Regions from separate parts of the Gasterosteus aculeatus genome. Here region 2 is linked to region 1. Evidence: chromatin contacts called from public Hi-C data. All regions are on one chromosome and are shown on one strand. The core of a region is the stretch at or near the end of the contact, and the rest is flanking DNA. Distances in the headings are between cores, read along the strand shown. Region 1 holds the start of LOC120818373 (protein mono-ADP-ribosyltransferase TIPARP-like). Region 2 has its middle 13 kb from the start of mtpn.

The links. Hi-C and Micro-C count contacts between places; a contact is called where the count stands out from the background.
Region 2: a contact with region 1 is called in a Hi-C map of whole body, with 4 times the contacts expected there. The contact joins the enhancer-like site here to the promoter of LOC120818373 in region 1. A contact is called at or near these places in 5 of 6 Hi-C or Micro-C datasets (liver, skeletal muscle, tail fin and 1 more).

What each region holds. Positions count from the first base shown.
Region 1 is chr4:32,820,685-32,825,622 of fGasAcu3.hap1.1, reverse strand. LOC120818373 (protein mono-ADP-ribosyltransferase TIPARP-like) reads left to right here and starts at 2,353. Exons shown (of 5, transcript XM_040175402.2): 1 at 2,353-3,001; 2 at 3,096-3,264; 3 at 3,345-3,535; 4 at 3,704-3,964; 5 at 4,070-4,937. The coding sequence starts at 3,127. The coding sequence ends at 4,520. It overlaps trim35-14 (tripartite motif containing 35-14), which reads left to right. Exons shown (of 7, transcript XM_040175403.2): 4 at 1-123; 5 at 214-236; 6 at 312-430; 7 at 522-1,313. The coding sequence ends at 1,066. It overlaps tulp3 (TUB like protein 3), which reads right to left. Exons shown (of 12, transcript XM_078100404.1): 12 at 4,671-4,938.
Region 2 is chr4:32,990,650-32,995,587 of fGasAcu3.hap1.1, reverse strand. No RefSeq gene overlaps it. Among protein-coding and RNA genes, the nearest start is that of mtpn, 13 kb to the right of the region's middle. Within about 2 kb of position 2,642, at least 3 of the 9 cell types and tissues checked have open chromatin away from gene starts, as enhancers often do.

The sequences.
Region 1 (4,938 bases), core at 1,104-3,603:
GAGCAGAAGAGTCGGGCGCTGAGGCAGAAGATCGAAGAGATGGCGGGGGATATAGCGTCCGTGTCTGAATCCATCAGAGTTTTAGAGGAGGAGATTGCTCTGCAGGGCATCTCTGTCCTTCATGTAAGTTTGGACATGTTTAACAGGTGAATTGGTGCCCGGACACACTCGCATGGAACACCACGTCCTAAAAACTTTGCCTCTTTCTTTCAGAAATGCAAGACGTCATTGGCAAGGTGAAAACATAGACTACATCTTTTCTCTGCTTTCGTAGCAAGATTCCCTAAAACGCTTAATTCTGCTCCCTGCAGAGCCAGCAGCCCGATGGAGGATCCAGTCATGCCCGCGGGAGCGCTCATCAACGTGGCGAGCTATCTGGGCTCTCTGAACTTCCACGTGTGGGAGAAGATGCTGCAGACCGTCAAATTCAGTGAGCACACGCTGAAAGGATGGCGCCGCAGCCAAGAGCGCGTTAACGCGAGGCCGCTGAAAATCTGCCGTGTGTTTTTTTTTTTTTTCAGACCCGGTGACCCTGGACCCGAACACCGCCGCCCCGTGGCTCGTCCTGTCGGAGGACCTCGCCAGCGTCTGCGACAGCGACGAGAAGCGGAAGCTGCCGGACAACCCGGAGAGGTTCGACCCGGACACGGGCGTGCTGGGCCGCGAGAGCTTCACCTCGGGCAAGCACGCCTGGGTGGTCAACGTGGGGCAGAACACGGCGTGGGTCGTCGGCGTGGCCAAAGAGTCCGTCCGGAGGAAAGAGAAAGTGTCTTCGGTGCTGAAGAACGGCTACCTGGGCGTGTACTTTTACCACAAGATGTACTTTGCGGGCACCTCCCCTTTGACGAGGCTCAACCCCAAGAGGAACCCGCAGAGGATCAGGGTGCAGGTGGACTGCGAGAAGGGGAGGGTTTCTTTCTACGACCCGCACGACAACACGCACATCTACACCTTCAAGCACGCCGTCACCGAGAGGGTCTTCCCGTACTTCTGGGTGGGCTGCCAGCAGTGTCCTCTGACGCTGGAGCCGCTGGAGGTTTCTGTGAAGGCTGTTGAATATTTCTGAAAGTGGATTTCCGCGTCTCAACTTTTACTTCCCCCCCCTCAGCACAAAAGGAGGAGTGACTTTTGTTTTGGTGATTTCTGCATGATTTTCAGCACTTTCTTCCTCGTCCAATGAAATGCCTTAGACCTTCATTTTAAAACATACATGGTGAAGAATTGGTCGGTATATGATTTAGTCTCAGCACTTTAAACGTTATGTGCAATACTATGAGAGTTCGAATCTACAAATAAAGTATTTGCTGATCTTATTATTTGTGCAACCTTTCAATCCATTCTGTAGGCTGCGTCCAGCCTGTAATGAATAAAGTACAAATAATGTTGTGACCTGATTGGTTGAAGACGACTTCCTGTCAACAAACATGGCAACACAAATACAAACGGGCTCATTGAGGAAATAACCTATGGAAACTAAAATGAGTGTGATTGGTAGTAGTTGTGTTGTGATATGCTAATATTGACGATAACCATTAAGAATTATATATAAATATTTCTAAAATACCAGATGATAATGAGTAAATAAAACGGCACCTCAAATGATTTTATACACACAGTTACACACCTCAAATGGTATTTTGAGTGGAAAACAAATACAACGAACTGCAAAAACCGAGTTTGAATTCTACTTGAAAGCTATAATATTGTTTTCAACAGATATCACAACAATATGAAGTTTAGTGAATTATTTTAAGTGACCAGGATAATGACTAATATAACTAATTAAATAATAACTAAAATAAAACCGTATCATATACAGATTTTGAACCTTTTAACAGTACGTATGAAGTAGTTTAGTTCGTTTTTATGTATTATGTGTGAAATACTACTTACTCGACGCACCGTATTTTTATGGATCCTCCTCCACGTGCGCACCGGCAGAACCCTCGCGGCGGGTCGTCCGTTTTTTTTTAATTGACTCCTCCAAACAAGTCAACTCCTTTCCTTAAACTCTGACTGCAGTTAATCCCCCTTTTTGAAGCCGGCGTGTTGTCACGTGGACCCGGTAAGGTTCCGCTTTTTAACGGGCTGATAGCTGCGATGCTAACGGAGCGTGAGACGTTTAAGGAGTTGTGAGCAAATATGGATGCGCGTGATTCAAGGCTACTCTGCTGGTGCACGCGCACGTGCACGTGCGAGGCTCCGACCAATGCTCCAATTTTCTTTTGATTTAACTCTATTTTATGTAACACTAACTTTGTATTGAGCTAAACTCACTTAATTTCACCCTTTGTCCCTCGTGCTGATTTACTCAAAATGAACAGTCCAATGTGTTTTGTTGTTTGTTTACAAGAGCTCCAACATGGCAAAAGCGCCACACAGCGAGACGAGGGGCCGAGGTGCCGTTTCGCCCCCAGACGAATCTCCCACAGTCGATTTCCTGACTCCGTCCCGCCGCCGCCTCCTCCTGGAAATCCCCGCTGACACCAACACCAGCGTCCCGGTGTGGGAGGCCATGACGTCCCGGCAGGTCGACGTCGCCTGGGCCGTCAACCCCTACAGCGTCTGCGTCCGTTTGACCCCTGTGACCTCCCAGCGTGGCGAGAGTACGACTCTGGCCCGGGAGAACCAGGGAGAACCTGCGAACCCGACACCAGCCGCCTCCGCCGTCTCCCCGCCTCTCGTCGCCACCCAGCCACAGCCCGCCGCCCCGCCCGGCGTCCAGACCCGGGCGGGGCGGCTGCGGGCCCTGTTCCAGCGGCCGCTTCCCCCCCCAGTTCCACACCAAGCGCTCCTCCGACATCCGGGTGTGCGTCCGCTTCCTCAGGGGTTCGTGCCGCGCGGGCAGCCAGTGTACGGAGCACCACACGCCTTACCCGTTCCACTGGCAGCTGTGGCTTCGGAGGGAGCGCCGGTGGGTCGACGTCGGCCATCGCTCTCAGGTCCTGCTGGAGAGGCACTACTGCAACGTCGGGCAATCGTCCGTCTGCCTCCACGACAGGTAAGCGAAGGCCCGCGGAGACGGAGATCCGTTCCTGCCAAGGAGATGATTTCATCACTGACATTTTTTTTCCTTTGGGTCACTCTCCATTTAGCATTTGCCGCTGCACTCTGACCTTTGACTTCATGGAGGTTAAAGGCACGGCTTATTACAGCGGCGTCAGACGACTTGCCAGCTCCGACAGCGTGGTCGAGAACCCGTACTTCACCAGCAAATGGAAAGTCTACTGGTGGAACAGCAAGGACTGGGAGGAGTACAACCAGGTGACTGTTTCATACTCTTCGTCTTCGTCACGGCGGCAGCCGCTGCCCTCTGTCTCTAACCGTCCATCCTCTCCCCGCAGGATGTGTCCGCTTTTCTGCTGCAGAAGATCACGGAGGAGGACGTCAGCGAGTGCGTCTTCCATATCGGCCGCCAGGAGTACGTGTTCCACGTCGACGCCATGAGGCAGACCAACGTCACCACGGGGTTCAGCAGAGATGTTCGCTGTAGACCCTCCTACTGCTCCCCCGATTCCATGCGGCCTTACCTGCGGTCGGTAACCGTCTCTCCGTCCCCGGGGACGGTTCGAGTCCCACGACCGGCGCGACGTATAACATAGAAAAATGAAAGACAAGCGTTTGGTGTTTTTTGTTCTTCTTAATAAGAACATGATGTTAATGGGCTTCATCCCAATGATATCGTCTCTTCCTCTTCACCCAGGACCTTGATCCCGACTGAGCCTGTCGGAGGTCCTCCTGGGGAGAACTTCAGCGTGGACCCTCTGCAGGAGTTCACCTCCTGGTATCCTCCCGTGTGGTGTCTGGAGTCAGGGCGGGACTACAGCTTGGTGGACCTCCCGGCCGGCACACGGGCCCACCGCAGCGTCCTGAAGCTCTTCCACGAGAGCCTCCCTGAGACCGTGGTGGACATCGTCAGCATCCAGCAGGTCCAGAACCTCCTCCACTGGGACAAGTACCAAAGGTCCAGCTGCTGTTTGTGTCCGACACGTTTGCATTGATTACGCTTTTTTTTTTAGGCCAAAATACTGTTAAAATGTACAGAAGACACCTTGCGTTGTCATTGCAGGCACAAAGCGCACATGCAGAAGCAGCACGGCGAGTCCGAGGAGCCTCTGGAGCGCCACCTCTTCCACGGGACGACCAGAGACGCCTCGGAGGACATCTGCCACAACAACTTCGACCCCCGCATGGCCGGGTTCAACGGGGCGTCCTACGGTTCCGGCTGCTACTTCGCCCGCGCCGCCTCCTACGCCCACCAGTACTCCGTCCGGTGGGGGCGGGACGCGACCCGCCGCGTGTTCCTGGCCAAAGTGCTGGTGGGGAAGGTGAGCCTCGGGAGCGAGGCGTACCGCCGGCCGCCGCCGCTCGACCGCAGGGCGAGCCGGTTCCTCCTCTACGACGCCTGCGTGGACGACGTGCACCGGCCGGGCATCTTTGTGGTCTTCGACAGCTGTCAGTGCTACCCGTACTTCCTCGTCACGTACAAAGTGCTGCCCCGGGTCGTGGACATCAGGTGAAGCGGCCGGCGCCGCCGTTGGTCGTCCGGCGTGGCGTCGAAAAGGGGACCCGTGAGGTTTTATCACGTGCACAAAATGTTCAGATAAAAGCGGCACTGTGCAGACGTTCTACCGGACAACAATGAAGACACGTTTAGGAGGCTGTTCAAATGTCTTTCAGGAAATGTTTTGTTTTATTTTGGTTATTCAAAGGTTTTACATTGATGGAAATAAGTACTTTTGTTTTTTGAATCCGTCATGTTTATGACAGATAATAACAGACTGTTGCACTCGTCTCCCCATATTTTAACGCGATAAACCGGTTTGATCCTCCCCTCGTTATACTTTCATCCGTTCAAATAAAACCATATCAACATGTCAGACTGGAATGTGTTTCACAAAAAGTCTCTTGTAGTAAAAGCATATATATTCCAAAAAG
Region 2 (4,938 bases), core at 1,393-3,892, 170 kb before region 1:
ACGTCGCCATGCTCTGCCGCCACAGGCGTCCATTCCGCTTGCCCCCAAGTTCTATTTCCTTTCTGCAGATCTGTCAGGTATGAGCCACAGTTTCTCGCAGGTTCGCTGTAATTGCTTATTTTGCGGCGGCATAAATAAGAGCTGGGTTTGTCAACCTCATCCACTAATCTGAGTGTGCTTTACCAAAAACGCCCGGGATCGGTTGTGGATACCCAAGAAAAAAAGCAGGGAAAGCGAGGCCTGCTGTTCAGCTTTTGCCTCCTCTTGTGGAGCTAATGGCCAGATGGCAGGACCACTAGGAATTATTGTGAAGTTATTTTGGAAATGAATCTTAAAGGAGGACGGAAAACAGGCTCATCCCGTCTGTCGGTCTCAGTGGAAGCGTTGCACCAACCCTTAAGGTACAAGAAGAAGAAAGAAAAAAACAAAAAACCAGACCCTCTCTAAATAAAAAAAGCTCAGCCGCGCTGGTTCTCGGCCTCCCGTCGGAACCAATTGGTTCTCGGCAGCCATCGATACGGGAAAGGTAAGTATCTTCTGTCAGCTGCCCTCAGAACTCGAGTCGGTTGTCTCTCGCTCATCAGCCTCCTTCTGAGCGTTTATCTCCCAGACTCAAAGGAGACGACTCAGCAGTTCTCGTTCCAAAGTCAAGATGATTGTTTCTTTTTTTTGAAACTTTTATTTTTGCCTTTTCAACACAGACAGGATACACACACACACACACATAGAAACACACATATAGATACTTACATGCACAGGAAAGAAAAAGGAAGAGAAGGAGAAGCGAGAATTGCCCGGATTGCTCTGTCCTCTCAATAACGAGACGAATCCTGAGAAAACATTCACGTGCATGTTATTGGTCCAATTTGAGCTGCCGGGAAGTTTGCCCCGAGGTTTGTGTCATATTCTCCAATCTGCAATGTTTCATGTTTGATTCTTGGCCTTTGGCCATTCTGTATAAACCTTGAAATGATTTTATCCCGAGCTCTGAATTGCTTCTGAGTGATTCTACACTCTCAGTCACACTGCCATTTACTTATAAGTGTTTTGTCACATTGAAAAGCTTTTTCACCAAAAGTTCTCCGGTACCTGGTGCAGAAAATGCTTTATGCTGTCGTTTAAGTTCGAGCAATGTTGAATGTTTCAGCTCCGTTCTGCACCAAGTGGTCCACAGTCTGAGGTGACACATGTGGTATAAATATAATATGTCTTTATCTCCCGTGTCAGGTGTCCTTGATACAGCCGTGTCCTGATTGCACACAGAACGCTCCCTCTGAGAGCGTTTTCTCTCTGTCTGAACTTGGAAAGTAACAAAACGTTGTATAACGAAACCAAACGTCAGCACGTAAGCCTATAAAGCGACTTTTTCTCCCACAATGCAAATAGAACTAATAAAGGCGACTGCGGCACGTGACAGATTGTGACTAACGACAGTTGGGTTTACACAAACAGAATGATTATGTTCATGCAGTCAGTGAGGAACAATAAAGAGACCTGCTGGAAAAGTAAAATATGACAATAGCAAGAGACAGAGAAAGTTAACTTTGCATTTCTTGTCTTAATCAGGTCGGTTCCGAGCGTCGTGCTGAAAGCGAATTAACACTCTTTTGTGCCTCGTTTGTGTTCTTTCAAAATAACGTTTCCTTGAAGTCTTGGACAAAAAACATACTGCAATTAAATAGAAGCACTTGTTCATGAAATCAAAACAGGTACTTTATGCTCGGCACACTTTTTAACGCTTCGAGCGCAGGCGTTTGATTGCATTCCTTTGCAGCCGGCTCCCGTGTGAGCTTCCAATGTGCGCATCATCTATTATAAAGTGATAAGCCACGTTGTCAGACTCCCAGCCCTTTGCTTATTAAGCAGACTACTAAAACTACGCTTTTACAATGACGCATGAGACAGCGGTGAAGTATTTCCGCCCAGCAGCCCCAAAACAACACTTTTTCTTTTTTATTCCCCTGACATCGGCCCAAACCCGAGGCCCCCGTCTGCTAAATGGAAAAACCGCCGACTCGACATTAGTCGGCCGCGCGAAACATTTCCTTTCTCCCCGCCGAAGACGACCTCTTCCCATCAGTCGCTTACAACGAATTAACCTTTGCATATTCCACTGGGGACGCTTTGCACGCGTTGCAGCGCGACGCTGCACAGCAAGCGGTGAGGACGCAGCGTTGATATTCATAACGTGTGTGTGTGTGTGTTGAGGAACCGAGGTACCGAAAAGGTTAATGGATGGCACATTATCTGTTCCCCTCGGAAGATTGTTATTGAATTAACCCCCCAGGGGGAAAAGCTTAACTCCAAGAGAACAAAAGGCGCAATTAGTGTTTGCAGTTGGTGGCGCCTCAACAGGAGATTTGAAGCAACTTGCTTTATTAAGAAGCGTAAAAGCATCTCACGCTTACAATATTTACCTGTTTGCTGTTGCAGGGAAACACAGTCCTTTAATTCAGGATCCTAAACTGAAACCATTTGGCCCTCAACATGTGAAAGAAACGTGGAAGTTATAACATGAAAAGTCATTTTGGGAGTTTCATCGTTCCAAAACTACAACACGGCAAACATTGAGGATGACACACTTCCCTCCTGCAACAGAAAAACAGGCCGAACCTGTCGGCATGTTTGAGTCACATGACGCATTCAGGTTGGGAATTTGAGCGCATGACTAATGTGAAAACTATTTTTGTCTCCGTGCAATGCAGCGTCCGGGTGACGGCGGTTTAGCCGTGAAATCCGCTCCGTTTGAATGGAAATGCCACAATAATCACGGCCGCTCTAATTACAATCAAGGATCCCCAACGGCGTCTTTACCACGACGCATCGAACATCGGTTTTGTAATTATAGTACATATTCCTTGAGGCAAATGCATTGTGGGGCAACGCAACGTTATTATTTGTTACCATTTTCTTGCAGCACTATTTGTTCCTTCCCTTCTCTGACTCTTAACTCTGCTCCATCCATTCCTCCTTATCTGTCCAGCCAGAAAGCCCCCCCCCCCCCCCCCCCCCCCTCGCTGGCTTCCATGACAGTGTTCGCCCTGTAATTGGCTGCGATCGCTCCGACTGCCTTCACTGGAGGCCTCTGGGGCGTCCGTATTGATAAAACCTCACCACCTTCTGCTGGCGGGCGCGGTCACTGCTTATTCCCGCGGTCCTTCAGACTCAGGAGATACTTCGGCATGACGTGACGTTAAAAAAACGCTTCATGGGCCTCCAGCTGCCACTCCGGACGACGTCCTTCCGCGTATACGCGTCACGTCGCGCTCCTGGACGACTTTAAAAAGAGTCCAGATGGAGAAAACCCACAAGCGATCGGGGGATCTATCAGACGAAGGCGTCGGCGGACTCCTGCGGCCTTTGAAGTCCCCTCGGGGGCGGCCCAACGGGACCGCGTGCCGCTGACGCCGCGGCTTGGACACACGATGCAGCTTTGTTAAGAGAGTAACCGTGACGAACGACACTCCGCTGGCTGTTTAATGACTTGATCGATGCCGTGATGTACAACCTGTCTGAGACTGCCGGGGGGGGGTCACTGCGCTCTGTGGTTTTCTGCATAAAATGAATAAAAAGAACACACTTACTGTGTGTGAGCACTGAAGAATCGTTTTTTTTTTTTTGTCACGGTTTAAAGCTTTAAGGAATTTTGGTGGGATAAATCTCCCGCTGCGTTGTCAATATGTTGATTCCTCAACCCAAAGAAGAAAATGCGCTGAGTTTCCCATTATGCGTCTGCTCCTGAGACACTTTGTCAAGTGTCTGCACGAGAAGTGGGAAAATTAAAAATTAAAGCAGAGGGACGATGCTAATGCCCGATCCCGACACTCACGGGGGGGGGGGGGGGCGACACAAGTGGAGACATCGCCCCCCCGTCGTAATGGACTCGGCCTCGAGTGCTACCTGTGCTATTAGTAACTCAGTGTCCTCCATCACTCTAACAAACTGCGCCTGAGACGTTAAATGAGAGGTAAAAAAGCAATCTTTCAAAAGTTTCAGCCCCCCCCCCCCGCAGGGCACCGGAGAGCAACGTTTTTCTTTTGTCTCTTACGAGAGGATTTGCTACTGGGAAGGTTTGCAGCGGCTGTAAAGAATATATATATATATATATATATATATATATAGAAACAGAAGAGCTCTAAATCCAGAGTGGAACTTAATGGCGAGGGGTCATCTAGACGTTACTCGTCGGGTCGGTTCGCTCGCCGCCGAGAGAGCAAGGCCGTATTCTAGCGTTCTTGGTGTCTCAGAAAGTAAAAGAACAACACAATCGCAACAGACACTGTGCAGTCAATATTTCTATTTTTAAGCTTTCTATTTACACCAAACTGTCACACCTGCCATCGAACAGCACTTTACCCCCACCCACCTAACTGGGCCGCTTTAGTTTGATCTATATATTTTCACCTGACAGAAGTGTGACTTTCAGCCTCTGTGCAGTTTGTTCTTCGTGCTACAGTCCTTAAAGTCGTCATTTTCCCTTTCGGAATAGATAACTTTTACCCCCCCCACCACCACCCTTCATAGGAGTGGTTTGAAGCTGGGGCCCAATGTGCAAACCTCCTCTGGGAGAAAGATTAACTCAGTGTACTGTTTGTTCTACATGAGAAATATTGCATCGACCTATTGATGGGAATATTAACCTCCTACATTGTTGTGTGGCCTTTGACTTGATTACACGGAGCACAAAGGTCTACATGGGATGAAGATTACCTGCAACGCGATGACCCCGGATGAGTTATGACACGTAAGAAGGTTCCTGAATGATTATTTGTTTACTCAACCATTCTGTGCTGTATTCATATCACAATAAGCTTTAGTTGCTTGCACAGAATTTCCCCGTCAGAAAGAAAATTAAATTATTTTACCGTTTCTCTGCAGAGGAGTTGCAGTACACTTTTGAAACCGACTCCAAACGCAGGCGCTGCGTCTTCGGACGAT